Linked DNA regions of Gossypium hirsutum: all the other regions are linked to region 2. A link is a contact called in public Hi-C data. All regions are on one chromosome and are shown on one strand. The core of a region is the stretch at or near the end of the contact, and the rest is flanking DNA. Distances in the headings are between cores, read along the strand shown.

What was found. A called contact is a pair of places that touch in the nucleus more often than the background predicts.
Region 1: a Hi-C map of leaf shows a contact between it and region 2, with 2.4 times the contacts expected there. The contact joins the promoter of LOC107934246 here to the promoter of LOC107962239 in region 2. A contact is called at or near these places in 4 of 34 Hi-C or Micro-C datasets (callus and leaf).
Region 3: a contact with region 2 is called in a Hi-C map of leaf, with 2.4 times the contacts expected there. The contact joins the promoter of LOC107962161 here to the promoter of LOC107962239 in region 2. A contact is called at or near these places in 3 of 34 Hi-C or Micro-C datasets (callus and leaf).

What each region holds. Positions count from the first base shown.
Region 1 is chrA06:93,999,220-94,001,919 of Gossypium_hirsutum_v2.1, forward strand. It overlaps LOC107934246 (equilibrative nucleotide transporter 3), which reads right to left and starts at 1,327. Exons shown (of 10, transcript XM_016866624.2): 1 at 1,151-1,327; 2 at 967-1,036; 3 at 753-857. The coding sequence starts at 1,008.
Region 2 is chrA06:94,839,092-94,841,791 of Gossypium_hirsutum_v2.1, forward strand. It overlaps LOC107962239 (putative cyclin-D6-1), which reads left to right and starts at 1,317. Exons shown (of 6, transcript XM_016898557.2): 1 at 1,317-1,948; 2 at 2,054-2,140; 3 at 2,221-2,316; 4 at 2,391-2,592; 5 at 2,678-2,700. The coding sequence starts at 1,769.
Region 3 is chrA06:95,513,099-95,515,798 of Gossypium_hirsutum_v2.1, forward strand. It overlaps LOC107962161 (integrin-linked protein kinase 1), which reads left to right and starts at 1,444. Exons shown (of 12, transcript XM_016898423.2): 1 at 1,444-1,993; 2 at 2,076-2,150; 3 at 2,237-2,332. The coding sequence starts at 1,673.

The DNA of each region.
Region 1 (2,700 bases), core at 77-2,576, 840 kb before region 2:
GGTTTGGGGTTTTTATTAAAAATATATTTTACACGTGTTTTTCACAATTTTTGGGTTTGATTTTTGTTTTAATAAAAAATCTAATCATTTATCAATATAATTGTACTTATTATTTTTGTAAATTTTTAATCTAATTCGACATTTATCATATTGATCTAGAATATTATATATATTAATATTTATTAAATAATTGAAAGTTTTTTATATAAAATAAATAATCAGAAAATTTTAAGCTACAATACAAAAATATATAAAACTGCTGTAAATGAATCCTTTCATCTAAAAAATATTATATAAAAGGAAGACAGAGAAAATAGAAGGGAAATGAAGGTAATGTTGAGTTAACTTATAAATTTTTTACTTGATAAATAATATTATTCTTAGAAATAAGAATAAAAATACCATTATTAAGAAATTAAGATTTAATAATAAAAACACACACAAAAGCCCAGCCGGATTTTGCATATATAGAAAAAGATCAATTGAATTTGACCATGACACAACTTTTATGAATTTATACTAATAGTCAATAAATATAACTCTACTATGGGATAAATATTAAAATTTTCATTATCTTATGTTTTAAATTCAATAAAAGAGAAAAAGAATATATTATAATATCTGTGGAAAGATAAAAAGACGTAAACTTGTAATTCAAAAAAAATTAAAATTTATGTTTAAAACCATATATATCATTTGAAAAAAAAATTAAAGAATAAACATTAAACACAAAGTAAGAAGAGTTTACTTACAGGAAACAAATTATAATAATAATCTCCCATTGTGAGCATACTATTCCAAGAGATGAGAGATCCAAATCCCAGAATCCAACAAACAATCATGGCACTCAGTTTTCCCTGATTTTTTTTTAACAATAAACTAAGTCAATAATACATGTAATTAAATTTAAAAAGATAACTCTAAGCTCATTGATAACTCAAACGAACAAGACGAGAAAGCACAAACCTCAAGCCTTGAAGGGGATTCTCCTCCATAAACATTAGTCATGTTTACTTGCTGGGTATTCTTCAAGATTCTGTCAGAAAACGAAGACCTTAACTTTGTAGTGATAATCAAAACTGGGTGTTCTTCAACCAAGGCGGGTCATAAGCAAGAATGGAAAAAAATATATATACACAGAAGAGCTTACAGTTATATTTAGAAGGATGATGTGAAGTGTGAACAGCTGAATAGTATAATAGAGGGTGTGAAAGGCAACAACATGACTTTGTAAGGGAAAAACAATAAATGAAGGAAGAGATACCATTATATAAATAAAGATTCTTTTCCCTCTCTCAAGAAAAGGAAATCCATATGTACAAAAACAAAATTGATTATAATTTATGATGGGATCCGTTTTAGATCATTATATTTAATGCATTATTTTTTATTAATTATTTATCATATTAATGTTGTGGCCGAGTTAAGCTTTGCTGGATCCGTATACGAAAGTTATGGAGTTAAGGTAATTATTTATTGATATGAATAATTTAAAGGTATAATTTTAATTTTTAATATTTATATTTTTTTATTTTTACTCTTTATTTTTTAGTTAAATTTAGTTTTCAGAAAACAATTTAATTATTTTTTATGAAAATATTAATTAAATTATTTTTTAAAAAAATTGTCCACATATTTTAGGCTAAATTTTTTTTTATTTTAAATTTTTTTTTAAAAATTTTAGATTATTTGTTGGCATAGAATATTAGATAAATAGTGACACGTTAGCATGAAGCGCACGTAAACTGTCATGTGAGTTGCTACGCCAACATTATTAAAAATTAATATTTTAATTAATATTTTCATTTTTAAAGACTAATAATCAAATTTAAATAATAAAAATAAAAATTAAATTAATAAAAATATAAATATTAACTACTAAATTTATTATTATACTTAATTTGAAATAAAAAATTTTGCTTTATATAAAAGATTCTTTCCTTATTCATGAAAATTACAAAAAAAAAATTCCTTTTTGGGATGAAATTAGTGTGATTGCTGGTGATTCCAATTAAGCAACTTGAATTATTACACTTACTTATTTAATGATATTGAAATTCGATTTATATCTAATGACTAATGATCAATATGTAGTTGAAATTTAAAAGAAAATAAATTTTAAAAAGAAAAGTTACATTCAATGATTAATATTCGCAATTAAATTAATAAATATTCAAAAGGCGCAACTCAACTATAATCATCACAAACATATATATTTATTATTATTGTATTAAAAATAGGATTTAATCAAAGGAGTTAAGACGATGAGAGAAAATATTTAGTAGGAGTATTTTGTGCTCCACTGTATAAGAAAGTCAACAAGATAAGCTGAGGTATTCTTTAGTGCCAATTAATGAATGTGAACTCCAATAGGTGGAGTTGGGAGAAATGGAAATAAGGTGGAAAAGGCAGATATAAAAGAACAAAGCAGCTGTCATCGTAAATGGGCAGTAACCGAATTTTTTTAAAAAAAATTGAGTTCAAATGAATAAAAAATAAAATCATTTAACTTATTAATTTGAATTCAAAATTATCATAACTATCATTTGCAGAAGAAAGGCAAGCAATAGTTATGGACTCCTCGGCATGTGTATCGATGGAACGATCAGCGCATAGATATTTATTAATGTAAAAGCATACCATATGATTAGATATTGATGGCCATGGAATTATGATAAGGAGTGGCCCACATGGGCAGCC
Region 2 (2,700 bases), core at 67-2,566:
AATTTCGAGTTAATCGAATTGAGTTATTCAATTTTTTTCGAGTCTACATGAATAAATAATTCGATGTTCGAGTTCGAGTTGAGTTAAATTTTACCATTCTTAAATTTTACCATTCAAATAACTCGAATAATTTGAATAAAAAATTGATGTAAACAGTCTTTGTTAGTTTTTGAAAATGAGCAAATCGGCCTCTCTTACCAAAAATTACAAAAAAAAATTTAAAATAAATTTTAAAATTCTAAATATTTATAAAATTGCAAAATGTATATTTTTTCAACAATTATAAAAATCTAAAGAATATATAAAGAAAGTTAAAAATTTTAAAATTTTCTAAAATAATAAGTTTGGGACCTAAATAAGTTAATTAATGATTCAAGCATACTAAAATATCTTTTTTTTCTCTTATTTTTCTTTGAAATTTTTTAAATATATATGATTTCAAATTTATTTACTCTAACATGGAATTAGTTATATTGTATTGAGATTTTAATTCAAAATGTTTAATTTTTTAATTTAACTCGAATAATTTCACTTGATTCGATTAGAAAAAAAAAATTCAAATTGAGTTAGGATAATAAAAAAAGGACCCACCAACTCAATTTTTTTTACTCAATTCGATCAAACACTCACCCCTATTTATAAGCACAAGTTAAAATAGTAAATTTTATCTCAATCAACTTGAAATTTACTATCCAACCATTGAATATTTGAATTTTTGTTTAATCAATTTATGCAATTATTTAAAAAACAATTATATCTAATAAATATTTGAAACTCAATATTTACCTCGATAGGTTATCTTTTAGAAAATTAAAAATTAAATAGGTAAGGAAGAGACGGTGAGGTTTGTTAAAGAAAATGAAAGAAATTAAATAAAAAAAGGTACCCGAAGTCAATCTACCTAAATTTGACTTGGAGAAAAGAAACCTTGGGTCTTAAGACATTGAAAATTGGATTATTGTCCTGCTCACTTTAGTAGAGAATTTTTTTTTCTAGAATGACATGGTAAAATAATAAAATAATTAAAATAATTATATATATGATAAAATCCTAAAAAAATTTATGAATTTTTTTATTCTTATTAATATTAGATGAACTATTTATTCTTAAAAACTTGTTATAAAAGGGAAAAGAAAAACAAGAAAGGAGTTTGTGGAATGTGATTAAATTAAAGAGGGTCTTATTCCATGATCAAAAGCAAAATTAAAAAAGGAAAAGTAATTTCTTTTAAAGAAGGAAAAAAAATAAATAATAGTTTGTTGGATATTAAGCGGTGAATTATTTAAGCGGCACCTTCTTTAAAATGGACCGGCGCTTATCGCGGAACGAAGAAAAGGAAATATACTGCGCCAAACTGTCTTCTTTCTTTCTACTGCTTTGTGAGCTCTGCTTGGGACCACTTTTCTCCTTTTGCTTTGCATACTAAACTATATACATACATGTGTTCAAAGAAGAATGGCACTTTTATCCATTTCTCCAACAATATTAGCTTTTCAAAAGTATAACCTTCTACCTTCAAATTAGATTATTATTATTATAAATATCATGTTCATGATACTAATTCAGTTTCTCGAGTAGCAATGGCATATTCTAATTAAAGTTAAACAAGGCAGCTTTGTGAGACCCAGAAACAAAAGTCACAAGTGAAGTTGAAGATCCGACTTGGTTTTTTCAGCTCTCTTCTTCTCTTTTTCAACATTATTATAACTCTATTCTTTTGCAAACTCACTCTCACTCTCTCCCCATTCTTCTCTTAAGAAAAAAAATTATGGATTGCTTTGATCTTGAGAACCCATTCACCAGCTTGGACAATCAAGAATCTGATATAATCTCAGCTCTCTTCTCTTCAGAATCTGATCACATGCCTTCCCACAACTACTTTCTAAGTTTAAAGAGCAATGACTTGTTTGTTTCTTTTCGACAGGAAGCCATTTCTCTCATTTTGAGGGTACCCATATCTATTTTCACTATTCACTACTGTTCTTTTCCTTCCATTTCATTTTAATACATGGTTTACTGTTCTTGTCTTTTATAACTTGTTTTAATTGGTCAGGCACAGTATTCATGTAACATTGATCCTTACACAACATACCTGGCTACTAACTACATGGACCGGTTCGTCTCCAGGCAAGAAATTCCTGTATGTAGGCAAGATGAAGAGTGTTGTTTTCTTGGTAACCAAACAAAGTATTTTTTATAACAACTTGAATACTGTAACAGCAAGGTAATCCATGGGTGTTGAGGCTTCTTGTGATCGCTACCATTTCTTTGGCTTCAAAGATGAAGGAACAACACTTCTCTTCCTCCAATTTCCAGGTTAATTAAACATCTCATCTTAATTTGAAATTTTTTTTTTTACCTTCATGCGAAGACTAATACAAATGAAACAGAGAGACGAAGGGTTCATCTTTGATGCCCCCGCAATTCAACGAATGGAGCTTCTGATACTTGATGCCTTGAATTGGAGAATGAGATCAGTAACACCCTTGTCGTTTATCTGCTTCTTCATATCTTTGTTTGAACTTAAAGATCCACCTTTGAGACAAGCATTGAAAGATAGAGCAACAAACATAATCTTCCAAGCTTGTAATGGTAATTAAACAGAACATAGTAACATGTCCGTTATGTCTTTTATCGGAAAACAGCTTGAACATGTCTGTTATGTTATTTGTTGCAGAAATCAAACTGCTAGAGTTCAAA
Region 3 (2,700 bases), core at 194-2,693, 670 kb after region 2:
ATTATTTAAAAAAAATAATCTTAGATGGGATGAGAGTGAGAAATAAAGAGATATGAGAGAAATATAAAGGAATGAGAAAGAGAAAGACAAATATGAAAAAAAAAGAGAATAACAAATATGTAAAATAAATATATAAAAAGGAATTGAATATTTTATAGAAAACAAGAATTATGACAAAAGAAATATACTAATATATATATATATATGAAAAATAGAGAATCAAATATGAAAAGAAAAGAGAATAACAAATATGCAAAATAGAGATACCAAAGAGAAAATCAAATATGGGAAAATAAAAAGAATAACATATATGAAAAATAAAAATAATTAAATATGAGAAATGAAAGAGAATAACATATATGAAAAGTAGAGATGGGTATTTTCCATAAAATATTAAATTCCCTTTTATATCTCTATTTTCAATATATATTATTATATTTTTTTTCCCATATTTGATTCTCTAATTTTTTTTCCCATTCAAGAGTCTCTTTTTTTTTATGTACTAAGTTGTCTTTTTTGTTTTTTTTTTTATTTTTCTTTTTTTTCCTCAATTGAAAATCTTAGTCTTCGTATTTAATAACCACTGATGTCTCCAATTATGATGGCCTTTCATGTTAATTTTGACACCAAAGAAGAGATTTTCTCTTTCTCGTTGACTTCTACAGTTCTGATCTCCTAGTAGCCGGCTCTAAATATTCTAAAACAATAACCAAAACTTTAAACTACTTTTTCTATAATGTTTTTTTAAAAAAAATCACTGGTGTCGTCTAACATGATGATGACACCTAAAAATATATTTTTTTAGAAATTTAATAGGTGTCCAATTAAAAATAATTTTTTTCTATTTAAATACCAATATTTTTGACAAATATTTAAAAAATATGTATTAGTGTCACATGACATAATAACAACATTTAAAAAAATATTTTTAAAAAAAATCGATGATTAGCTAATCCAGTACATCGATGATCACGATGAAAAATGCATCATTTACTCATATAATTTTAGATTTAGATTATTTTCATAAATAAATTAATTATTTTGGGTCAGTTAGGTAAAAAAACCAAAATTTGATTGAAATAATATTCATTTAAAAATTCAATTGAGACATTTGATGTGAGATGTACAGGTGCAATTATTTTTTTGTTAAAATATGTGGTCCCTCTCCACACGGCTATCTGCACTAAAACTGTCTGATCATGTATTAGCGGTGAATCTTTACCCCTTTCCGCAAATATCTAATAAAGTATAAAGTCGTCGTTTTCCCATTTCGTTTTGTTATTGTTCCGCTTAACGGAGCGCGTTAACTTCCCGTCATAAGTTCGTCAACTATCTCCTATCCACCGCTACGTCGCCAAAATTACTCTCACGCATCTACAGCGCGTGGATACCACAGCCCCTTAGGAAAATACGTTACCTTAACCAATACTGAAACTTCAGCGACTTCTTTCCAGCTTTCATTTCTTTTCCTTTTTTTTTGGTTTGAACTCTCTTTATAAAACCTCCCCAAAATCTCTCAATCTACTTTCATTGTAAAAATCTACACGTCAGGTCCCAGTTCTGTTTAATTCTTCTCTAATTAAGCGTTAATCAAATTGAAGATCATACTTTATTTTGGATTTACGAAGAGAAGTAGCTATCTTTTCTTTGATTCTCTTGTTCTTTTTAAGTGATGGAAAACAAAGCGGCGGTGAGGTTTACATTAGGGAAGCAATCGTCGATGGCGCCGGAGAGAGACAGAGGCGAAGCCGATGGGAAAGAGAACGAGGAAGGAGAGGAGATAGATGAAGGACTTAGGTTGATGTACTTGGCCAACGAAGGTGATTTGGACGGCATTCGCGAGCTCTTGGACTCGGGGATCAATGTTAATTTCCGCGACATCGATGATCGGACGGCTCTCCATATTGCAGCTTGTCAAGGACAGACCGATGTCGTTTCCTTGCTCCTTCAGCGCGGCGCTGACGTCGAATCTACAGATCGATGGGGAAGCACTGTAAGCAAAAAACCAAAATTGCCTCCTGTTTTGCTCTTTTTATATTTTTTTCTCTCTAATATATATAGTTTTGGTTAAATAGCCTTTGGCAGATGCTGTATATTATAAGAATCATGATGTGATTAAGCTTCTGGAGAAACATGGAGCTAAGCCTTTTGTAAGTTCCTTTTGAATTTTCTATTTGGAAATCTTTTTCCTTCGCTGATTTTTCTATTTATGTTGCTTGTTGAATTTTGGTCTTAGATGGCTCCAATGCATGTAAATCACGCGCGTGAAGTTCCAGAATATGAGATTGATCCAAAAGAACTTGATTTTACTAACAGCGTCAACATTACAAAGGTAATCTCTTATTTTATTATATGTTGCTGATCATGGTTTCATAATTGTTTAAATCATAGTTATGTAAAGGACGACTTTTATTGGGAAATTCATCAAGACCTGGGGACTTGCTAATAGTGGTTACATTTGCATTCATAAGAAGAACAATTTTGGTTTGGATCTGTTTCTCAGTGTACGTTTAACTTGGCGCCCGGTACGGCGTAATTGATCTTCCATCGCCCCGAATTGTTGTTCTGATTACAAGGGCAGCACGGTGGAGACCATTCTAACATACTGCAATTTCACTGGACAGTGGACCCTTTTGGGTCTGGTGGAGAATTCCCTCCAATCGCACTCCCCTTGCCATTTTCACCCTTGCTTTCGTTCTT